2 separate regions of the Mus musculus genome follow, and region 2 is linked to region 1. A link is a contact called in public Micro-C data. All regions are on one chromosome and are shown on one strand. Each heading gives the region's core, a stretch centred on a gene start, on an enhancer-like site or on the middle of the called end of the contact. The rest is flanking DNA. Distances are from core to core; before and after follow the strand shown. Region 1 has its middle 100 kb from the start of Gm46585. Region 2 overlaps Pde10a (phosphodiesterase 10A).

Region 1 (5,982 bases), core at 1,289-3,788:
GCCAGAAGAACAGGTTATATACACGATGGCATCTTATCTATACCTGAGCACTTGGTATCAGTTTCTGGCTTCTCCGATTTTGTAGAAATCATTTTCTCACTAAAATGACCTCCTTTGGCCCTCTATCTGGCCCTGCCCAGACTGGCTGACATTATTTACTGCATCCTTCTTGCTTGCCTCAGAACAGCCCTTCCCCCCACTTGCCAAGGTGCCCCCATTTGGTTGCTTCACTTAAGACACAAGCAAGCAGCTGAAACAAAACAAGAGAAAGGACCGACGGCAGTGCTAGGACAACAGGAAGCTAGGAGACCTCGGTGAACTGAAAACGTGGGAGCTCAAGCAAGCTGCTGCGCGTGTGCGAGCGTTGGTGTCTGTGCTTCTGACGAATCTCTGAAACTGGCCTTACAGTGCAAGCACCTGTCATCCTGAATGGTACATCAGTCGCAAGTGAGCAAAGAAGACTTGAGAGGACAGAGCCAAGCGGCTGGCCTGGCTCAACCTCCTAGCCTGACAGAGGACAGAATCCTGGTGCAAAGGCACCCTTCATTAGCCCACACTTGTGACTGTTTATGGAAGTGGATTTAGTATCCTCAGTTCCCTTATAAAGGCTGTGTTGGTGGCTTTTCTTGCTGGACTGTATTGGCACTGGGTTTGTGGGAGGAGGCTGGTTGGTGGGGGGAGCCTGGTTGGTGGGAGGAGCCTGCTTCTCTGGCCCCAGCCCAGGCTCCAAATCTGCCTTTCCTGATCTCTGCTGCCCCACCATCCCTCCAGACATCTTCTAACCCCCAACTTCGACAGCCACAGCCAAGAAATAGGAAGGGATAGCAACGAAGGCCACCAGCAGCCACTCAGGTGCATCGCCTAATTGAGGTGGGGCAGGTCCCACATGTAAGGGGCTGTTCTGGGATCTCCAGACTGGGCTATTGGAGATGTGATTGTGACAACTATCTGTGCTCTTTATGTCTTCTGGCCATCTTTCTTTCTGCAGAGCACTTACCTCTGAGGTGGGAAGGACTAGGCATAGCCTGTGCTGTCCACTTGTGGCTTCAGACTGTGCAGCTGCCTGCCAGTCACCACGGGCACAATTCCTGACTTGGCCCTAACCTGTTACTTAATCCTGCAGCACACCCCAGCAAGTGTGCTCAGTCGCTGCTTTGCAATCATGAATCATGTCCTCTCTCTTTAGGCTCAGTACCTCCAGTCGAGGTTCACAGAACCTCCAGTCGACGTTCTGTTGCTATCACCACAGTTTTGGGTTTCAATCCCCAGGATGTTAAGCAACAAAATTCAAGTTATCTTTGAAGAAACCTGAGACAATGTCTGTTTATTGTGTAAGGCTTGGTGTCTTTGCTGAATGGTGAGCCCAGACAGTGATCCACTAGGCCAAACTTTATTCAAAGTCCCCTGAGGTCCCCATGTGGGGAGGGACTATGCTGCCACCTGGATAAAGGAAAGGGAAGCTCTGGGGGCCTGGTGACCCAGGGTACTGCAAGGAGTCAAGGAAACTCCCTCTTCCCTCTGTATCTAGTTAATGTCCCCACACATGGCTCAAGGTACCAACCAGCTTCTTGCCCCTAAACATAAGGGCCAGGTGGCATTCATACTCTTTAGGATTCCATTTGACCAGTAAGTCTGGGGACATAGAGGGCCTGTGTGCCTAGCAACTCTGCTGGCCATCAGAGCCAACTAATTCAGCAGAGGGCCCTATAATGTATCTGTCTGTATATTGTAGGCAGGGGGCTTTATCCTAGGGACAGTACATACAGGAGGCAAGGTGGCCCAACATGGAACAAGAACAAACCGGGTGTCCATTAGCCCAAAGTCTGCCCAGGACCCAAGGTTCTGGTGCTACCTGGTGGACATCAGGCACGGCAGCACTACCTGCTGATGGCCGGCATCCTCCATTTGCTTCCAACAATATCAAATGATATGAGGACTGGGGCTGCTCTTTGTCTTGGCTCTTGGCTCAGATCCTCCCCCAAATGCTCTGGAGCAGGCTGGGAGGGTGTCATCATCCTTAGCTGCTCCCCACTTGGGGGCCCCAGTCCAAAAGCCTTCCTGGGTATCCAGACCTTGCACGCTGTGGCCACATTGTAGTGAAGGTGATGCCATTGCTGTCCTTGTCCTTGGACAGAAGGTCACCAGCCAGCCACTCTGGCTGGGGGCTGGAGATCAGAGCCCCTTGGAGGCAGTGCCCACCCAGAAGAATGGCCTGAGCAGAGAACAGCACCCAGGAGGGGGAAGAGAGATTCCATAGGGTGGAGTGGGGCAAACACAGTAGAAGAAAGGCAGGGCAGCATCAAGCCTAGAGGAAATAGAGACAGGACGACTTCCATTGACAAGGGCGACTCGATGGCCCCACAATACAACTTTCAATAGCAAAAAATAACCCTTCCTTTTGGCTGCTCAATATGGTCAGAAATAAATACTGGTGGAGTCAAATCAGTCCATCCTGAGCTATTTCATATTGCTCAGCCTGACTCAAGCCTTCCCCACAGCTGGTCACACTGCCCCATCACAGCAGTTGTGGCCTCCTCTCTATTAGGGGAAGTGCCCATCTTGTCACACTGCCGCCACATCCGCTCCGTCACCACTTGGCCCCTATGAGGTGCTGGCTGCATTTCTGTGGCTATTGTTGCTCTTGCTGCTGAGGTTCCTGGACTGGAGAGCACTGTAGGTCATCCAAGGACCCAGAGGCCACTCCCTGCTCAGGCGTAGCCCAACATAGAAGTCATTCTGATTTTTATTTATTGCATATGCATGCATGTTAGTGCATGTAAGTGCCCATCTGTGTGCATGCATACATGTGTGTATGTAAATGTATATGTATATGTCTGTGTATGCATGTTTGTATGTACAAGTGCTCATATGTATGTATACATGTATGTGTATGTATATGTATGTCATGTTTGTGTATGCAAGTGCCCATCTGTGTACATGTATGTATGTATATGTACATGTATATGTGTATATGTATGCATATTTGTATGTACAAGTGCCCATGTGTGTGCATGCAAGTACGTGTATGTATCTATGTGTCATGTTTGTGTGTACAAGTGCCCATGTCTGTGTATGCATGTATGTATATGCATACATATATATGCTTTCATATATAGGTGCCTCTGTGTATGTGAGTGTGTGTGTGTGTGTGTGTGTGTGTGTGTATGTGTGTGTGTGCATACTCATACACAGCAGAAAACAACCTCAGCTCTCATTCCTCAGGTACTATTTACTTTGATTTTTTGAGGCCATGTCTCTCATTAGCCTGAAACTCTGGCAGGATTTCATGTGTGTAGCACCACACCCAGCTACTTCCTCCTGGGTCCTCAGTGACCAGACTCATGTTCTCGTTCGTGATTGACAGGCAAACACGTCACAGACTAAGCCTTTTACACAGAAGCCGTTTAAATACTCTCAGACACATCTCAAGCAGCCCTCTATGCACGGCTAGTCAGCACTGACCCTGCCCCTCTTGTGGTGCACTGACCTGTCTGAGATGACATTTGTCTTCCTCAGCAATTCTCAGATCCCAGGAGGGAGGAGTGGGGTCTCCATGGCAGCCAGTAGATGCTCTGCCGCTCTGCCCTGCAGGCTTTGTTCCCACTTCTGGACACTCTGACATTTTTAACACTCTGGGATTAACTTTAAGTCAATGCCAGCTTGTGTACAGGTTACCGTCCACGTGGGTGTGTCGTCACTGACACCACCGGCCCAGGCGAGAACCAAGATGCTGCCATCTGTTTGGTCCTCAGAAACACCGTGTTTTAGCGGTGTTTGGGGGAGGCAATGGTCTGAGGAATCTGAGACCACGGACACTCCTTTCCCAACTCCTCCAAAGCCTGAGGGTGACACAAACTCCACACAGGAAAACTAGTGACTGGAGAGATACGGCCCAATAAAGAAGGGCGAGGCTTGACCCTCCTGAGGTATCGCATCTGTATATCCCATCTGCTGCCCAGACACTACTGCTGGCGCAACCCACGTCACGTGGCCAGCAAAATGCAACCATTTCGTTTTTATTCCTCTTACTGATTATTTTTCTTTCAAACATTCCTTCCCTCGAGGTACCACACTTGATATTGGTTCTGTGTTTAAACTCTCTTGCCCATGTCTTCTCTTGGGCGATGTACATAAACCCCAGCTGTCAGACTTTATTTCCATGTAAAGAGATGGAGGATGTGGGTGCGGCCCTAATGGGGAACGACATTAACTAGAGAGACCTCGGATTCCTCTGAGTGTCCCACCTGTTCTGTGCACCTTACATTTGCCTCATGTTTAAGAGCAATGCTTTACCCACAACTCATGGAGAAATGAGAGGCTAAAGATTTGGCAAACATACCAGCCACCCTCTGCCCACGAGCTGGGCAGTAGCTGCGCCCACTGTAATTGCAGGGCTACAGCAACATCAGAGAGCAATTCTGTTCTCTTCCCACAATTTACAACCTCCCTCAAGCCCTTTGGGAGAATAACATTTCACTTTAAAATCATACCACGCCATTTGTCATTTCCTATAGTCACCGAGGAGAAGCCCACACTAACCGAATGCCTTTTGGCCAGAATGAAATTAAGCCCGGAAATGGGGAATACAAACTCGGGTTTTCTAAGAGTATTTTTTTTTAACCGTTGTTATTCTTTATGCGAGACAGCTTGTGTTCTTTTTGACATCCCATTTTCCAGTTTTTTAACTGAGATGTAGCTCATATCCCATGACATTTAACCCTTTGATACGTGCAATCTGGCAGTTCTCAGTAACTCTGCAAGACGGTGCAACTACCACTTTCCAATGCTAGACATTTCCACCAGCTCCAGAGAAATGCAGACCAATTTATAGATTCCCCCTTCCCTTCTCCCAGTCCATGGTAACTGTGGTGTCTGATGCCATGGTTCAGCGCAGGCAGGGTCCCTGGAAGAGCATTTTCGCATCTCTGGATGTGGGAGATGAAGAGGGATCTCAGAGGTTTGGAAGCTGTGAACCCTAACTATAGTTCTTCCTTCCCCCAGAGGAGAGCTTGGACCTTCCTTTCCTCCTCTATGAAACAGGGTACAGCACAGTTCAGGTGAGGTGTGAGGGTGACATGGGGACTCAGAGCACCCAGCACTCAGAGAACACTGTCACAATTTAATGAGTAAAACTCAGACCTGTTTTCAGAAGAAGGGCAAGAGCAGGGCAGGAGGGCAGGGGAGAGCAGGGGAGGGAAGGGGAGGAGGAGGGCAAGGGGAGGGCTGGGAAGGGCAGGGGAAGCAGGAGGAGGGCAGGGGAGAGAGCAGGAGCGCAGGGGGAGAGCAGGGGAGAGCAGGGGGACAGTGGGAAAGGACAGAGGGAGAGGACAGAGGGAGGGAGGGGGGCAGAGAAAGGGCAGAGAATGAGCAAGGGAGGGCAGGGGAGAGCAGGGGGAGGGCAGGGGAAAGCAGGGGAGAGGAGGAGAGAGGAGGAGAGGGCAGGGGACAGCAGGGGAGGGCAGGGGGACAGCAGGGGAAGAGCAGGGGGAGGGGCAGGGGAAGAGCAGGGAGAGGGCAGGGGGACAGCAGGGGGGGCAGGGGGACAGCAGGGGAAGAGCAGGGGGAGGGGGCAGGGGGAGAGCAGGGAGAGGGTAGGAGGACAGGAAGGGAGGGCAGAGATAGTTGGTTCCTTATTTGCAGGGCATCCACAAGGTGCTCAAACATCCAATTGCCCATGTGGTTCCTGTCCTGGTGCCAAACACTCTTCCAACCCCCACCCCAGCCCCCGGAGAAAGATATAAAGGAAGAGGGAAGCCACATCCCACTCCAGACTTGCTCCGTGAGTCTGGAATTTCTGCAACACTTTGAGCAGTCAGGCTAAGAAGAACCTCAACCAGGAAGATGGGGAGAAGATGAGCAGCCTCAACAGAGACCTGGAGCATGGACCCAGAAGACACTGCCTGCCCTGCGCTTTCTGCTCTGGGAGCAAGCCAGTACCTGTTCTAATGTCTCATCCAACCAGTAAGCAGCACCCCTCCATGG
Region 2 (5,886 bases), core at 713-3,212, 320 kb before region 1:
GAATGTTCCTCGTGGTGTAGCCTGTGTACAGGTCCACCTCCCTGTGGAAGTGAAAGGGATAGCCCCATTAGCCAGCAGGGAAGGGTGACAGACAACACATTCCAACAATCCTGGCATTGCTATGTAGCTGGTGTGCATGTGTTACCAACGGCTAGAGTGGAGTTGGGGATTTGAGGTGGTGTAAAAATGAGTGTCTTATTAAAAAATTTCACAAATATTTAGGCTTGTTTGATTGTGTTTCTTTCTAGGGCAGTCTCTCCTGGAGGCTCCTGGCCAGGGTCGGTGATCTGGGGGAAGTTTGGTAGACAGTATCTTCCTTTGAATTTGGTCAGAGCTTTGAGACTGGTAACTTGCTAAAGCATTTTAAGTGAGGATATTTACATTAAAATCTAGAGCAGGTATCGGCAACTACAGTTATCATCCTTGCAGGACAAGGCTACCTTCATCTGTGGACGCTCTACGTGAGCAGAGAGCTGGGCTCCCGACGTAAAACTCCTCCTTATGATGTCCTTCAGAGCAGAGGGTTTGCTGATCCCTGACCTGAGGAGATGGTCTCCGAAAACAAGGCTGAGTTTCCCAGAGTCAGGCACAGACCCAACGTGGTGGCTGTGCTTCAGTCCCCCGGGGCCTGGCTTCTCCTGCTTACCCATGCTATCCAAGAACCATCTGGCCCTTGCTGCTGGGCTGTCGTCTCTACCAAAGGCACATTTCACTTATCCACACTCCACTTAGTGGTCAGCATCATTGTTAATAGCTAGTTACTGGCTGTTTCAAGTAAGGCTGTTGGGGGTGGGGGGGGGGTGGTTATAGCTGAGTCTTTGGACAAATGATTTCATTTCCCTTGGAGCACCTATGTAGGAGGAGGGCAGACTAGTGGATCGCTCATGGTCAAAGCTGTACCTCTGTTTTCCCAAGAGGCTGCCTTATCATCTGCTGCCACCAGCAAAGCAAAAGCTCATGCCACCATCTCTGCCTTTTCCACCCCGATGCCAATCTTAAGATCTCAGCTGCTTGCCTGGTACACACCAGAAGGTGACCTGTTTATTCTCCATGTGTTGTTGAGTGGCTGTAAGTGCATCGTTTGTGGTGAAGCAGCCTACATGCTCTGTCCTGTATGGGGCTGCCTTGTATAGCCTAGATATACAGACAGTGGCATCACATGCTTTGCCCGTCAGTATCCCCCACCCCCCCTCACAAACACCTCAATCCATTGACTGCATTTTTGATTTTCTCAATAGTCTGACTCATAAATTTTCCATAAGGACTTTAAATGATGACAATTGATTTCAATATTTAGGCAGTCTAAGGACAAGCAAGCTTGCTTGGGGGAAACCTAAGGTTATTAGTATTCTTTGAGAATAGTATTCTTTGTTGGTAAAATATTAATACAGCTATGTTTCTATATGAGTCTTACATTCTCTGACACCCTATCATTAATCACAGGAAATGCCGCCAGCTGATTATACTGCTTTTAAAGTAAATCGGATGTATCATCTAAACACTGTTATTGTGTATCTGAAATATTGCTGTAACAGCCTCACCATCTACCTTGTGACTTCTAACTTCAAAGAACTGAATAAAACTTATTCTTTGATTTCGAGTTCTCCAGAGTCTCACGTGAATGAAAAATTCTTAATGCCCATCTTAATACTACACTCTAGCAATATCCCAGCTATGCGGCTAGCTCGGTTCCTAATTTGTGTGCAGCAAGGCTTCCAGAGCTCTTAGGAAAATTATCTGTAGTCCCAAGAAATGATTACAAGTGGGCAATCTCATACCATTTAGAAGAAGATGAAACTACGGCATAAAGAAATCAAATAACTGACCCCAGTTCCATCTATAGTGGATAAATGACAGGGCCTTAGTTCAAAACTGGACATGACAACCAAAAAACCAATTCCATATCCCTGTGTGGCAGCTGTAGAGCAGGCAGAGACAGAGAACAATGGGATGAAATCATGACATCACAGCCCCAGCCCCAGAAGCCCACAGCTGTCAGTTGACACTTGACACCCTGTGGAGCCCCAGCATGGAAGGCTGGCCTACAAATAGCCTCCAGCCATCATTCTGAAAGTGTCTGAGGACACTGACCACTGATAACCGACTGGGGCAGCGTGAACCAAGACTCCTTCAGAGAGGCTTCCGCCCAGTGGAACCTCAAAGGAGAAAGGACAAGGGCCGCACTCACCTGTTAAAGCGAGGGTCCGCGTAGGCATCGGGAATGTTCAAGACTTCGCCTGTTCTTGCCACTTGACCAGCAATCCCTTTCTCAATGGAAAATCTGCAGAAACAAAAAGGGAGGGCAGTGGTGATTACTCGGTCTTGTTGTAAAAGAGCTCTGAGGTATGTCATTAGCATCCGATAGTTGAATTGAGCCTCTTTTTAATTAGGAAATTAATTTTCCATTTATGTATCCTAAATAACCTTATGAAATATGTACAAGAAAGGCAGAAAATTACCCTGCAGTGATCACTCAGAACACTGTCTTAAGATGTAACGCATAGTAACTTGAGACCGTGCGACCATAAACTGAAACTGAAAACTTTGCAGCCTAGGCCTAGCGCCGCCTAACAACGGCAGCAAATCTTCTCACTAATTACAGCGTGCACATCTCTGTAGTGGACTTCTCACTGTGCTGGGCTCATTCCCTCGAGCGCAGACAGCCCAGCTCTGTTGCCCTGTTGTCTGTGATCCGTGCACTACACAGAAACAGGACAAAGGTGTTTTCATGCCTCTAATATGCTTGTTTTAAAAACAACCAGACTATACATAGGAACTGATTGTACTTAGTTATACTTTTGCAATAAAGCATCCCGCTGATAAATATTTGTCATGTTACTGTGTTAGAATCATAATGTGCTTATTTCAAAATTTAGCTAAATAAAAAAACCACATCAACAACTCACTCTATTTTTTTTTTTTTCAGAAACTCGAGAGGGCACTGACCCAAGACAGAATGAAAATATCCCCCCAAAGGACAGACCCTGCATGAAGTGCAAAGTCACCAGCCTCCTTGTTTTCTCCTGCTTTAAGGAGCACAAATTAGACATCACAAGCCATGCCAGAGTCTACTCATGACATGCACTTGTCTAACTTGCTCTGAGAGCCCTGGCATGGGGACTTTCCCTGAGCTCTTGGTTGCTCTTTCTCTACCCATGGAGAGCACAAGTCAGAGTGCTGGAGGCCAGCCTCAACTAGTTCTCACAGAGCCAGACAGCCTGGTTCTCTCCACTCCTGTTCCTGTACTTGTTAAAAAAAAAAAAAAAGAGCTAATAGCTCCACAGTTAGGCCCAACACCAGCCAGTGTGAGCCCCAAATTAAGCATGAGAAACCAGTTTAACCAGGTGACCATGACCAGACTGGCAAATCCAGAATATAACCAAACCAGTAAGTGAGCAAAATGTAAGATGCCCCACAGACTCCCAGAGTGCCCCCACATCAGCATTATATGACTATGTAACCCGGGATCAGTCAACCTAGAAATAGCTCGAAGTGCCAGGGCCGAGTGCTGACAGCTGGTGGCTGCTCACTTTGTCCCATGTCATTAGTTCCCCAACACGACAAAGTAGCCCAGTGGAAAACGCAGTAATTAAGTGTTGCGGTGTCTCGATAGAGAGTTTTATAGTGGTGATTGGAAGGCTCAGATGGACAGAAAGCAAGAAGAGGCCACCATTGAAAGGGACCTGACTTGTGCACATGACTCTTAACTCCTCCACCTTTTAGTGCTCCTTGCAGGTTCCAGGTTGTGTCAAGACTGAGGCACCAGGACGTCACCAACAAGGAAGGGTCATCTGCCCGTTTCAATGACAGCAGCTGCCACTTAAGGTGCAAAGAGGGCCTTCCTTTTTAAATGCAGCAGAAGGGGTAGCCACTTCAGCCTATGGCCAGGCCCTGAATTCAGGTGTTCAAGCCCATCAATTTCCTTTCCTCTGGGCCTTTAGTCTTCGTGGGTTGGAGAGGAGCAGGGGCTAAGTTGGTTAAATTCACCCTGCTCCTAGACACAGGAACCTGCCTGCCTGCTGTTGCCAGGGCGACCTTTACCTACCTGGGAGCACTAGTAAGTTTTTCCAACATGATTTCCCAAAGGACCGCCTCTGGAAGACGGCGTTTCCAGGAGTGACAGTAGGCGCTGTTTCGCTGGCGCTGCAATGCCATTCCCAGAAGCACTACCTTCAGGAGGCGGGTCCTGGTGGGAGTGGTACCACAGTATGACAAGTGTTGTCAGCGCACCTGTGAATCGGCACAGAGAGGTGCATCGGAGCCAGGAAGGTCGCTCTAGCTGTACCTGATCTCCTTGGTCTTCTTGAAGATGGGCTTCCCCTCCTTCTCCTCCCCAATGTCAAACAGGTCCGAGTACAGCTCCTTGTTCTTGTGGTCCACCTGGAAGAGCGCGCAGCGGTCGGCGTTCACTAGATTTTTTGCATATATCTGAGGCGGGTGAGAAACCAGAGTCAGCCAGTGGGGAACTGAAGATGGGTATGGGGAGCCTTAGTGTAGACACATACTCTGTACTGGGGAGGCAATCAGGACTGTGAATAGGGTACACGGATTATGAAGCACAGTGGAATTCACGTGTACGTCTGTCTACGTGCTGATCCCAGCATATGGCACCTAGGACACTTCATGAGCACCCATGTCCCTGCTCATCTTGAAATACTAGAGCACTTCCTAGGAGCTGCCGACCAGCTAGCGGCCTCCCTTCCTGAGAATCCTCAAGCGCTCTGAGCTCCTTTGCCTATCAGGATGCTCCTGGCGCCCTGATTTGTCTATCAGCCGTGGCCAACACCCACTCAGCCTGCTGGATGTCTGTGAACAGTGACTATAAGAGATATGAGATTCTCCACGCCTTTAATCTCCACATTCTGAAGGCAGGGGCAGATGGAGCTCTGGTTTCTGGCCCAGCCAGGGCTACACAGTGAGCCATTGACTAAACATTAAACGCATGAGACAGGGGCTGGCCAGCACAAAGCGATGGCTCTCCAAGCTCAAGAGCAGGAAAGCTCCTCTCCTCTTCTTGCCTCTCAGCCTTTCCTACCTCAGGCTTTAGTAGTGGAAGACGGGCCCGTAGAGATCAGAGTCTCGGGACACTGGCAGGCAGGGCCCTTGAGGTTGAGAAACCACGCAAAGCTTGGTCTAAGAGCTGAGGGTGTCATTCGGTCGAGGTCGCAAGAGCACTGCCAAGCACGCCTAGGCTGAGTCCTAAATAGACACTGCTCTTGTGAGGGAGGCCAGGCTGGCTAGTGTGCCTCACTTGTTCCAATTATTTTTACTGGCAGTCCACTCTCCACCTACAGAGTGGCTTCAAAAACACCCAAGGCAAGTAGGTGTGTCACTACGTTTATCCCAGCTAAGAAGAATTACAGGTCTGTTTCTATCTATTTCCCCTTTAAGGATCCGTGAGTGTTAGTCTGTGCACACATATGAGAGTGACCGCTGAGGCATCAGAGTGACCACTGAGGCCGGAAGAATGCTGGATCCCTTTGAGCTGGGGTCACAGACAGTTGTGAGCCACCAGATGTGTGTGTTGAAAACCATACTCCGAGAGCAGCATGTGACCTTAACTACCAAGGCATCTCACCAGCCCCTCATTCTTACCGATTCATCTTTCTTTACACTTCGACATTTTGGTTGTTGTCATCTCTAGCTTGTTTCCCGGGAGTCTTTTGTAAGTATCCCTCCCACTCATACCCATCCTAACCTTTATTTCCTATTGCTTCTAATCTTCATGTCTGCATGCTTTCCCTCCCATTCATATTCAGTCCCCCTTCTCCTTTCTCCAGTCTGTTCTCTTCCCACTTTGTAACTGTGAATATCACTCCACAGTGCCATCGGCCACATTTCTGCTGTCAGCAATCGTGTGCCTTATGCTATGCGCAGCACTTGGTC

The links. A called contact is a pair of places that touch in the nucleus more often than the background predicts.
Region 2: a contact with region 1 is called in a Micro-C map of muscle stem cells, with 6 times the contacts expected there. The contact joins two enhancer-like sites. A contact is called at or near these places in 8 of 484 Hi-C or Micro-C datasets (bone marrow-derived macrophages, cerebral cortex, embryonic fibroblasts and 4 more), 3 of 115 datasets of contacts at active chromatin or transcription factors (acute myeloid leukemia, embryonic basal ganglia and stem cell-derived epiblast-like cells) and 3 of 9 other capture datasets (adipose tissue, embryonic stem cells and liver).

The regions. Positions count from the first base shown.
Region 1 is chr17:8,631,302-8,637,283 of GRCm38.p6, reverse strand. It overlaps a transcript of Pde10a not described here. Among named protein-coding and RNA genes, the nearest start is that of Gm46585, 100 kb to the left of the region's middle. Within about 2 kb of position 2,538, at least 15 of the 459 cell types and tissues checked have an H3K27ac peak or open chromatin away from gene starts, as enhancers often do. A contact at or near this core is called in muscle stem cells, where this site is marked.
Region 2 is chr17:8,947,892-8,953,777 of GRCm38.p6, reverse strand. Pde10a (phosphodiesterase 10A) reads right to left here. Exons shown (of 22, transcript NM_011866.2): 11 at 4,286-4,428; 12 at 2,189-2,281; 13 at 1-41. Among named protein-coding and RNA genes, the nearest start is that of 1700010I14Rik, 37 kb to the left of the region's middle. Within about 2 kb of position 1,962, at least 13 of the 459 cell types and tissues checked have an H3K27ac peak or open chromatin away from gene starts, as enhancers often do. A contact at or near this core is called in muscle stem cells, where this site is marked.